Regions from separate parts of the Danio rerio genome. Here region 2 is linked to region 1. Evidence: chromatin contacts called from public Hi-C data. All regions are on one chromosome and are shown on one strand. Each heading gives the region's core, a stretch centred on a gene start, on an enhancer-like site or on the middle of the called end of the contact. The rest is flanking DNA. Distances are from core to core; before and after follow the strand shown. Region 1 has its middle 69 kb from the start of grifin. Region 2 holds the start of lfng (LFNG O-fucosylpeptide 3-beta-N-acetylglucosaminyltransferase).

Evidence for each region. Hi-C and Micro-C count contacts between places; a contact is called where the count stands out from the background.
Region 2: a contact with region 1 is called in a Hi-C map of hematopoietic stem cells, with 1.6 times the contacts expected there. The contact joins the promoter of lfng here to the enhancer-like site in region 1. A contact is called at or near these places in 1 of 18 Hi-C or Micro-C datasets (hematopoietic stem cells) and 1 of 4 datasets of contacts at active chromatin or transcription factors (gastrula embryo).

What each region holds. Positions count from the first base shown.
Region 1 is chr3:40,863,161-40,869,384 of GRCz12tu, forward strand. No RefSeq gene overlaps it. Among named protein-coding and RNA genes, the nearest start is that of grifin, 69 kb to the left of the region's middle. Within about 2 kb of position 2,976, at least 21 of the 62 cell types and tissues checked have an H3K27ac peak or open chromatin away from gene starts, as enhancers often do. A contact at or near this core is called in gastrula embryo and hematopoietic stem cells, where this site is marked.
Region 2 is chr3:40,936,672-40,942,895 of GRCz12tu, forward strand. It overlaps lfng (LFNG O-fucosylpeptide 3-beta-N-acetylglucosaminyltransferase), which reads left to right and starts at 4,005. Exons shown (of 8, transcript NM_130971.2): 1 at 4,005-4,535. The coding sequence starts at 4,122. The region is part of intron 3 of LOC141381264 (a long non-coding RNA gene); the gene reads right to left.

The DNA of each region.
Region 1 (6,224 bases), core at 1,726-4,225:
TCATTAATTCATTTTCTTTTCGGCTTAGTCCCTTTATTATTCTGGGGTCACCACAGCAGAATGAACCGCCAACTTATCCAGCAAATATTTTATGCAGCAGATACCCTTCCAGCTGAAACCCATCACTGGGAAACATCCATACACACTCACACACATTCACACACATACGCTATGAATAATTTAGCTTATACCTAACTCACCTATACCGCATGTTTTTGGACTTTTTAATACCAAAAAAAGCATTTGTAACAATTAAAAATAAATTAATATGTAATTATGCACTGATAAAAAGAAATACAAATAAATTGCAAATCTTAGGCTTTGAAAACTCGAGCTCTTTAAAAAGATAGTTCACCCAAAAATGGACATTTCCTCGCCATTTACTCACATTTGTGTGGTTCTAAACTTTTTTGAGTTTCTTTCTACTATTGAACACAAAGAAAGATATTCGGAAGAATGTTTATAAAAAAGCTGCCACTGACATCCATAGTAGCTGTTTTTTCCCCCAACATTCTTCAGTATATCTTTATTTGTGTTAAACAGATAAAGAAACACCAACAGGTTTGGAACAAGTGAGGATAAATAAATGATGACAGAATTACATTTTTTGGCAAATTATCCTTTAAAAGCTGATGTATTTTAATTTGACATCAGTGTTTTTATTATTGCTTATTATTAGAAAAAAACAGCCCCTCCTGAATGATTGTAATAATGTCATTCCTCTGGTCCATTTTTTCCATATGTGTGCATATACAAAGTACAAGCAATGTTTTTTCTTTTATATTATTGTTAATATACAATATATATTATATTATATATTGTTAATATACATATACATATATGCACTACCGATCAAAAGTTTTTTTTTTTTCGAAGAAATGTATTCTGTTCATCAACGTGTGCATACATTTATTAAATGTAAAAAAATAATAATAGTTGTTAATATAATTTTTTTATTTATTAAATACATATTTATTACTTATTGTATGAAGTTTCAAATGAAATTATTACTCCAGTCATTATTGCTTTTATTACTATTACCATTAATAATAATATTAATATGAATAATAACATTGATATTGTTATTCAATATCATTGAATAACAGTGTGATTGAATCACAATAACAGTGTGATTTTAAATCACACTGAACTGAGCTAAACTGAACTGAACTGAACTTAAACACTAAAAACTGAACTACACTGTTCCAGTTACTATGACCATTTATGTGAAGCTGCTTTGACACAATCTATATTGTAAAAGCGCTATACAAATAAAGCTGAATTGAATTGATATGAATTATTATTAGAGTGATTTCTGAAAGATCATGTGACTGAGTAATGAAGCTGAAAAATCATCTTTAAAATCACTGGAATTAATTATTAAACTGAACGATAAACTACTTTTGAACAGTTATTTTATAGTGCAATAACGTTTCACTGTATATTTGAATAAATAAATGCAGCCTTGGTGAGCAGTTTAAAACATTTCGAAATCTTACTGACCCCTACTGTAAATGACTTTAGATAATTAAAGTATGCCTGCAGCATGCATGAAGATGTCAAAATTATATTCAAACGCTAGCATCCATAGCTATCAATTTCATGTAAAAATCATATTTAGTCTAGAAATATGCAATATTTCAGAACATTCTGGAACGTTCCTTAAAATTAGTGTGACTGTTATTTAAATTATTTTACTTTGTAACAATCTTTATAGAAAAAATATGCTCTTAACATTAATATAATGTGAATGAAATGTTCTAATAAATTTTTAACAACGACCTGAGACATTACATATTACATGAGAATAAAACGTTATGAAAAGTTATTATAACCAAAATATAATGCTAGCTGGGTATGACCTAATCATAGGTATAGCTTAAGACACATGGTTGACGACATCAATAACCATATGCATTGTTACACTTAAACATAAGAAAAATAATAATGTAATTGAAAATACTGGCATATTTTAAAGTATAGAGCAACGTTAATTAAACAACTTTATAGTATCCACAGCACTATAATAATAGTATAATGTATTTCAGTAATCGTTGATCTATTAACAACTTAGAATAATGATTTGTATAATGTACTGTAAGAAATCCAACTTGCAAATTGTTAACTCAGTTTAAAATTGTAAGTAAGGTGGACATATTTTTGAGCTCAGAGTTGTATAAAAAAAAAGATTCAACTGCATGTTTAAAACTGTTCATTCAGTGAAAGTAAAAAAAAAAAATCGGTTGAGGAGACTTGGAATTTAGATTTCTTCATTTGAGCGTTTACCACTGTAAAACTGAGTTAGTTTTAAAGCAGCTGGCTGCAAAGAAATGTTGAGTTTATTAAGCTTCAGTGGTTGACGTTGTGTTAAATTATTCTTTAATGTATACTTGCCTTTTCAGTCAACTTAAAAAAATGAGTTCACTGAAAAAGTTCACTGAAGCTTAATAAACTCAAAATTTATTTGCAATCACTTGTATTAAAATTGTAAGTGAACTCAACTTTCTATTTTTCAGTTATTTTTAAAACATTAATTAATGATTTTTTTTTTTTTACTAGATGACAATCAATCACTACAAACAATCACAATGCATTCAAATGAAAGCGAGCTCATGTACAAGGAGGAAATGAAGGAAAGAAAGGAGAGGTGATTTGCTCGCAGATGGACAATAAAGCTGCTGAGTTAGAGCTTCAGGACAGGAAGTGGGTCTCAGAGCTCTAATCTCACCCAAACCAGGGGTTCTCAGAGAGGGTCACACAAGAGCTCTGTTTACACACTCTCCCTGCAGCTATCACTATGACAATTAGTAAAGATTTACACCACTTTCTAAAGAGAATGCCTCACGCAGCAGCCATCTGAGACTAACCAGAACAGATAAAAGGAGCTGGAATGTTCTGCTAATGAGTATTTCAGCTAAATAGCCATTTCAAGGAGGCTTTTATCCAAAGTAACTGTAAGGGTGGACTCACTAAATAATTTTAGTGACATTTAAGGGGAAAACCTACATCTTATCTAATAACCACCTGTGTAACTTGATCGGATGCTGTATGTGATGTTTTTTGGCTGTAGCAGGAATGTCTAAACTGAGTTCTAAATTGTATTTTCATAATATTCAGTTGAAATATGGTCTTAAATTACGGTCTTAAGTGTCTTATGCTCCTCAATGCTGCATTTACATGATCAAAATAAAGTAAAACAGCATGCTGGAATGATTTCTACTGAATTTTCAGCTTCATTATACAAGTCTTCAGCATTGCATGCTCCTTCAAGAGTCATCTGAATATGATAATAAATATTTTTGTGGAACTGTGTTGTCCCCTATTAGTACATTTTCAAAAGTACATGCACCATTTAAATGGATAGTTTACCCAAAAAGTACAATTCTGTAATTATTTACTCACCTTTCACTTGAGTTTCTTTCTTCTGTTGAACACTTAAGATGTTTTGAAAAACAGTGGTTGCTTATCCCTCCACAGTATGTTTTTTTCTATATTGAAGTCAATGGGAATCAGCAATCAGCATTCTTCAAAGTATCTTTTTTTTATTGTTCAACAGAAGAAAAAACCCCATAACGGTTTATGGAGAGTAAATGAAGAAGCAATATCCATCCACTTAAATGTGTGGTATATGTAAGCTTTTGACTCCTCTAAAGCATAACAACACTATGTATAACAATAATATGTTTGCCGATATTCAAGAAACATGCTAAGTGAACATTCTTGGTTATCTGAAAAACAATGCTGAAGTCAGATATTCTGCTTTGAAAATGTGTTTTCCGTGCTGGAACCCTGTCTTTGTTTTGTTCATTTAACCTGTCCAGTGCCAGTTTAGTCAATTGTATTTCCGCACCCAGGTTGCCTTGACTGGAAAACTACATATTTCATGCATTCATTCAGAAAGGCTCTGAAAGCATGAGTCCGTGACCGAAATGTGACATCCGGTGGACAGTAGCAGACTCCAAAATGAGACACAGATTCAGAGTTCCACATGAGGTGATTAATTATCAAATGATATAAATATTATGAGCGTAAACATTAGGTGAGCAGGTTACATTGTAACCTTGTGTCCTAACAACACGCTTCGTGATGAGATATACAGTGATAAGCAATTTGGCTGTTTACACCAGACGAAACATGACAGAAATTTTAATACAGCCATTCAGAAGCACAGAATATGCGCTCACTCACGAAATGGTAAGGTTAATAATCTACTTAATACATACTAAACATATTTATCATTATTAAATGTAGATGTTGAATCATGCATTATTGCAAAGGCACTGAAGTTCAATTTCAAACGGTTTATTTCATTTTCAAGATCTGAGGTGAACTATCTGCTGCTGTTTTTAGTAGTATGGCAATAAATGTCCTGTCAAATGGCATTCAAACATTTTTAGCATTTAACACTGAATAAAACACATGAGGTTTACCTGAGGTGATCATTGTCAGTTTTCTGTTTTTCACCTGAGAGAAAGAGAATCTGTTTCTAATACAGTATATCAATTTGAGGTGTTGGTTAGGAAAAAAAAAAATTCTTTCTATCAGGTGCCATTGCTAAACACGACCACGGTTTAAATCACTCGCTCACTGTCCTAAATCTGCCAACCTGCGCTTGAGTTTGTTTTAATCCCGGAGTGCAATACCTAGTTCAACCACTGGGTGTCAAACTTACATACTGCACCTTCAACACAATCTTACGGCAATTCGTAACTTTTTGATTTAGTGGCTAATTCGTATGAATTCGTACAATCTAATTCGTACAATTTAGTACGACTTGCTTATCCCCCAATGACGGTTGGGTTTAGGGGTGGGGTTAGGTGCCACGCCTCTTCTTTAAAATCGTACAATTTTGTACAACTAAACTCATACGAATTCATACGAATTATCCACTAAACTGCCAAAACGTAAAATACTTACGTTTTCTCGTAAGATCATGGCACCTTTCAGGAAAATGTTACATTACACATTTAATGCATCCTTTCCTTATAATTAATTAATTTTAAATAAACAAATACAATTCTTCTGTTGTCAAACTCATAAACATATACTGCTGTTTATGTTTATCACAATGATAGTCAACTCTGATGGTCAACTATTGCTGTAGCCACTTAGATAGTAGCCTGTTTCTCTTCATTTTGTATGCTTGGTGATTGTTTGTATGTTCTCATGTGTTGATGGATGCGATGTTAAGGATCTCTGTATGTTTTTAATGTTCTGCAGAGCAGGAATCTGCTGAAAAACAGCAATCATGAGTCAGAACCAATTATCTTTCAATCCTTTCCTCGTTAAAAAATGTAAATAAAATAGATAAATAATGCAAGGAATAAACAGTGGCTTAGTCCAATCACACTTTATTTTTGATGGTCTGTTTGTTGAATTTAAGTTAAATTGCATCTACATGCCAACTTCTCTTTAGATATAAGTAGACTGTTAGATTGGGGTTATAGGGTTAGTGTAAGTTGAAACGTACTTTCAAAGTTTCTCATAGTCAGTTAAATGTCTGTTAAAGGAGAAGTCTCAGCAGATATTAAGCAGACAGCCTACTAATACTCAAATGAACCATCAAAAAAAGTGTTAACCTTAGTCCTTGCTGGGAAATATAGATCTATGCATTACATTAAAAAAGCTAAATAAAGGCATGCCATTGATGTATACTTTTTTAGAGCTTTCTGGAAAATTTAGATAAATGTATCACATAAATAAATAAATAAATAAATAAATAAATAAATGCATTTCATTGATGTATACTTTGTTATAATGGGACAATATTTGGTCAGCATACAATTATTTGAAAATCTGAAATCTGATAGTTTAAAAACTATAAAATACTGCAAAAAATCACCATTAAAGTTACCAAAAAAGTGCTTAGCAATGCATATTATCAAAACATTTGGTTGTGACATATTTACAGTATGAAATGTACAAAATTCATTCATTCATTCATTTTCTTGGTGGCTGAAGCCTGGTTTATACTTCTGCGTCAAGTGACCCGCGTAACTCACAGCGCAGGCAACGCACTCTGCTGTGCATTTATACTTCTGCGGGCTGTCTCTGTTGGTCTGCATTAACACTTCCGAAACGCTAGTGGGCAGTGAGGTGTAAATGTTCCTCTGTGTCGAGATTCTTCGCTTCTGTTTTGCTATTCTGAACACTTCCTGGATGTACAAGTGACTCAAACTCGCTCATTTTGAGGCAGGAACCGGCGGACGTGCAACAACTTTAAC
Region 2 (6,224 bases), core at 2,755-5,254, 75 kb after region 1:
CTGAAGTGTTCCTCCTTTCCAGAGAAAAAAAGGGCGCTGATCCTAAAAAAGAAAAGAGGCCAGTCGAGGTTGACCCCTCTGCCTGGTTTCTTATACTTGTTTTAACAAAGTTTTTGTGTAGGCTACATCAAAAGATTAACAAAAGACAAAATCTCTCTGTAGCAGCACTGGAAAGTTTGAACTTTCATGTCTTGAACCTGTAGAATATATAAAGGAGCAAAACTTTGTTATATTCAGATTTGCTCTAAATGACCATTTCTCAAGTGTTGATTATCTTTTTAATCAAAAAAGGGAAAGACATTAACAAAAGATGCTGTTTGCTAAAAGAAAGTTTGATCCTTCCCACTTTGTCGTAGAACTGCAGAATTTCAAAACTTTTTGTTATATTCTTAATGATATCCTCCAAAATGTCTTTAATCATTTTATCAAAAAAGAAGAAGAACAAATAATGCTGTCAGTCAAGGGAAGGCTTCACACATCACATTCACACTTGGTCTAAAGAGGACAACTTTTTGTGCCCAATCATACACCTAGCGCTATAAGGCACAAGATGTGTATGACACGATTTGTTGCTATTTACACACCAACGCAACTATAATTTCCACATTTTGCGCCACATTTTTTTTAACATAGTAAATACATTTTTTTTTCAGTTTATTGATGACAATTTGGATTTGTATAATGTTATCATTGTTAGTATTATTTGATTATATGCATATTTATATTTGTTTTAATAAAAACAAGTTTAGATTTGTCCACCTGTCGGATTTTGTAAAAGTATGCATCACCATATGGGCGTGTGTTTGGATGTAACTCTTTTTTGAGCACACTTCGTTATTATTGTTTATTTGTTTGTTTGCTGGAAATTAAAACTGAGTTTAGAAATAGTTTTGAAACAAATGAAATTAAATATGTAGACTAATGTATGTCTTTATTGGAGCGAGTTTCCAGCCTTTCCTTATCCACCAAGTGAAGTAAAGAGTAAAAGTAAAGTAAAGAGGCTGAATGGAGCAGGCTCAGTCTTTATCCTATTAGACAAATAGTCTGCTTAACTGTTTTCTTGCTAGTGAAGCATTTAGTTTTTTACTTGTTAATAGCAAATGCGCCATGGTGCGACTCAACTGACTCCTAAAGGGAATGTGAGATGAGACGCCTATTGGTTTATTGCATATACGCTCAAAACACACCCCTAAAGCCTACACTGAATCTGCGCGCACAGAATTTCACAGATTTTAAACTCATCATTGATTCTGTTTATTTATTTGTGTAAATGTTTATAAATTTATATTTATTCCATTTTTTAATTAATTTTAGCAACATTATTGACTAATTTGAAAAAATTTATATGATTTATTTACAATAAAGTTTTAAAGTAATATTTTCTGTCTTTTAGTAGATATATTATATTAGAGACTTGCTTTGTTTACCAAATAAAGTGAATCTAATTGGATTTGCATTTTGACAAGTTAAAAAGGTATTACTTTTATTGCATATATTAGGGTTTTAGTTACAATACTCCCAAAATCATTCTACATAAATCCGCAGATTTTTAACAAAATTCTGCGCAGAAATAGCAAAAATGTCAGCAGATTCCGTCTGGCCCTACCCCTAGCTCATTAAGAGAATAAGAACAACCCTGTTAGACCATGTGCTGGGGTACAAACCATAATTTTTCGTCCTTAAATTAGCAAAAGGACATTCAGACACACCCTAATGCTTTTGCGCCATATGCTTCAGATTTTGCGTTTTTAATGATATCTTCCAAGTCACTTTTTCTTGAGTGTTACTTAGAGTGCATCAAGAAAGTATTCATAGCTTTTTTATGTAACAGCCTTATTTCAAAATGAATAAAATTCATTTATTTCCTCAAAATTCTACACACAATACCCCATAATGACAATGTGAAAAAATATTTTTTTGAAATTGTTGCAAATGTATTAAAAATAAAAAAGCTGAAAAATCACATGTATAGAAGTATTGACAGCCTTTGCTGTGAAGCTCTAAATTGAGCTCAGGTACATTCTGTTTCCACTGATCATTCTTGAGATGTTTCAGCAGCTTAATTGGAGTTCACCTGTGGTAAATTCAGTTGATTGGACATGATTTGAAAAAGCATACACCTGTCTATATAAGGTCCCAGGGTTGACAGTGCATGTCAAAGCACAAACCAGGCATGACCCAAAAGCACATACCAAAATATCAGTAGAGTGGCTTCACAACAACTCTGTGAATGCCCTTGAGTGGCCCAGCCAGAGTCCAGACCTAAATCCTATTGAGCATTTCTGGAGAGATCTGAAAATGGCTGTACACAGTCCCTTCCCATCCAACCTGACAGAGCTTGAGAGGTACTGCAAAGAGGAATGGGCAAAAATTCCCAAAGACAAGTGTGTCAAGCTTGTGGCATCATATTCAAAAAGACTTAAGGCTGTAATTGTTGCCAAAGGTGCATTAACAAAGTACTGAGCAAAGGCTGTGAATACTTATATACGCGAATTTTCAGGTTTTTTATTTTCAATAAATTTGCAACAATTTCAAAAAATCTTTTTTTTCACATTGTCATTATGGGTTATTGTGTGTAGAATATTAAGGAAATAAATGAATTTAATCCATTTTGGAATAAGGCTGTAACATAAATAAATGTGGAAAAAGTGAAAAAAAAACATTTGATAAAGAAAAAAAAAACGATGAACGTTAACAAAAGATGCTGCCTGTCAAGAGACAATATTGAACCTACACACTTTGTCTTGAACCATCTTAAAGAGTAAAGTAAAACTTCTTGTTATATACTTGATGATATGTTAATGACCTCTTTTACAGAAATATTAAGAACTTCTCAGCTGTTCAGTCTGAACAGTGGGGGCTTACTTGTAGTGTCTGGCTGTGGCATGCTTTGCAAGTAAGCTGTTGAGAGGGTTAGAAGTAGGATCTAAAGTGTTTAAGTCTGTCACCAGCAGTTGCTGAGCTGTCAGCTGGAAGTCACGGCCAGGGTCGTGCTCCCAGCTCTACAGGCTCTTCATTGCAGAAGAGGCGCCATTTTTAAGTAAGCACAAGGAACACGCGGTTGTTTGAAGGCCCCACAAGGTCAGCTGCCGAGGATTGACTGGAGCGCGCCATTATAGTGAGCCTGATGTGAATGTTGACATTTAAAAATGGCTGGTACTTGGTGTGATGTCTGCAGATTTTGTTCAGTAGCAGTGTTTTTTACACATATGAAAACATGTCCCAGTCAAATTTCACCCAGAAGCAGGCAAAGGAAAACATAACATTTTGTTATTATATATATATATAATATATATTATATATATTATATATTATATATACATATAATGATGATGGAAAATCTGCATTGCTTGAAAAAAAAAATACTTTAAAATAGCATGCATTTAATTGTTCTTTTTTCTATACTGAATAAATAATGACAGAAATTAAAAAAAGTATGTTTAAAGGTGGATTAAACACAATGCTATATTTTAGAAGAGCAATAAACGCTTTTTTTAGTTTCAGAGTGTTTATTAAATTTATAAATATATATTTAAAGTTAAATATTATATGCATTTTGTGTAGAAACATATGGATTTTGTTACAGTGAATAAAAATTTGTGCTATTTTTACAGACAGCCGTGGTTAGTTTTAGAGGGATAAAACATTTTGACAACAAATCGTCTTGTCCATCTAAAACATTTGAAGCATACTTTGCATAAATATTTACAAATCTGCACACCCTGCTCCTCCTGATAATGTGCAATTAACACCAGTTAACAGCACAGACAAACACACAGACAGTTTTAAAAAGCATGCTTTTTTTTTTTTTTTTTTTGGAAATGTTTACTCCTGTTCGTGCTCTTCACCTCCCCCCTCTTTGTCCCTCGCCTGCTGTCCTTTGACGCGTCCTCCTATTGATAGTCTCTCCGCGGTTCCCACAGCACAATAGCCATCAACGCCCCGCCCACTGGGCGTAACCAAAGCTGTGGGCAGTTTATAAAAGCCCCTCCGAGTGACAATGAGGAGACTCTCAGCGCTACTATGCAGCAGTCGGATGACACGCTTGTTTTTTTAGAATAGGCTTTTGGAGGGAGGTTTAGATAAATGCTGTGTATATAAAAAAACATAGTTTATTGAACATGTTGAAAACATATCGCGGAAAAGTCGTGGTCTCTCTTGCGGGAGCCACCGTCACCTGTCTGGGGTTTCTGTTGTTTCTCTCGCAGCATCAGCGGATTCAGGCGGACGGGATGCAGAACGAGAGCGAGGTCGGGTTGCGCTCTCTCCAGAGTCTGGGAGATTCAGAGACTGATGATGGAGCTCAGCCTGAGCAGAATGCAAAGAAAGGATTCTCTGCCTATTTTTCCAAGCTGACCCGCAGCAGGAGGGAAGCGGATAAGCCCAGCGAGGCACCCGGAGCGGCGACAGACGCGCCGCCTGCGGAGGACATCAGCGCGGATGACATCTTCATCGCAGTGAAGACCACTAAAAAGTTTCACCGGTCCAGACTGGATCTACTGCTGGACACCTGGATCTCCAGAAACATGCAACAGGTATACACTGTTACATATTGTTTCTAAATCTTGTTGCAAATTTTGGTTTGCTTAGTATTTTAAAAATCGTGTGCGTTAGAAAAAACAGTTTTAGTTATGAATTTATCCATATTTGCATTTCAAGTGTTTAAATAATTTTAGTCTTTGCTGTTTTATACAGCCTCTTTGTAACACTTATTCCCTCTTTCTAAAAATAAAGTTGCTTAACCTGTGGAAATTATGGTTTTGTGCTGAAGACAACTGGGTTAGTGGTGTTGCTACAAAGACTTTAGCTCATAACTTTTGTTTTTATTTAGCATAAGCAGTATCACAAACCCATTAAAATGTCATGTTTGTAGTCATTAGGTGATCAAATACATTTATATATTCCTGAAATATTAAAAAAAACAAAAATAAAATGCACAGATTCACAATCTCTCTGTGCTGTCTGTGGCAATGGTTGTATTGCTCACAGGGTGGCTGTAAGTCCCCCCTGCTCCCCTCCTGCTCCATTGTTTGGGGTGTCCCCGTGAATACTCCAGGCCTAAGGATGCATCACAGCAGCAGCTTCAGAGCTGTCCCCTTCTCAGTGCTAACAAAGCGTCTTTCTGAAGGGGGAAAGAAAAGCTTTGCCAGCCCCTTGTCTCCCACTCTCCATGGGAACCGGGGATCTGGAGCAGAGGCTGGGTCAAGCTACCCAAGCGGTGGGAAAAGAGAGTCTTCGTTATGGAGATGCTGGGGGGCACAAAGGGACAGCATCTATAGGCAAGGAAAGGCTTTTCAGCAACATGCCGAGTTGACTCAGTATGAAAATACAGCTCTGAGAAATAGGCCTCTTTTGCAGACAGCACAAAAGCACTCTCCGCACCTTGACAGCAGCAAGCGCAGAGCAGTCAAAGTGATTTTACCCACCATCTAGAGTAGTCGCTTATACTTTTTTACAAAAGTCAGTTTAATTTGCCTCGGGGCTCTGTCACAATCAGTTTCCTTCACACCTTAAACACGAGTAGGTTTTATTAATGCTATTTGAATATGGCTCAGCCATAGCAGCACTTTTATATTCTTGCCGCAACCGAGCATAAAGAACATTGTTTGTGACATTTGTGAGAATATGAAAGCATGTGGAATGTAAGAAATCATATCAGATGTCGTGAGCACACATTAAGTCAGTTCAGATTTGTCTTTTGCTGTCCAGCTAAACTGATACAGCCACTCTACAGGCTTCAAGGTGAGATTGGAAAACTAATACTGAGCTTGTTCAGTACAGGAGTTGATAGAAGTTAACCCACAGAAGAGAGAGTTAACAGCAGGGATTAATAGCAGCAGCTGGTGGGGAGCAGTGCAGACATAAAAGACCACTGCAGCCTAGAATACAAGGGGGAGTTTCTGGAGAATGAGTGCCAGGTGGCTGGGTCTCAAAGAACAAAAGATGGCTCTAATGCCAGCTATACAAACCCTCAGAGTCTCAACATGTGGACATGGAAGGCCGCTCTCAAATTATTTCAACATTCATCCATGCAACACCTGAGTACGTTGTTAAATCCCAGTTATTGTCATCTGAACGGCCGGGGATTATCCCAAGGACTCCAGTGTACTGTTTGGCCACTTGCCACAATGGCTGGCACCAGACAAGTGTTTCGCTGGGCCAGGCATTGTTAGACCCACAGCATGGGAACTTTGTCACATATGTCAAGTGAGATGATGCGTGAC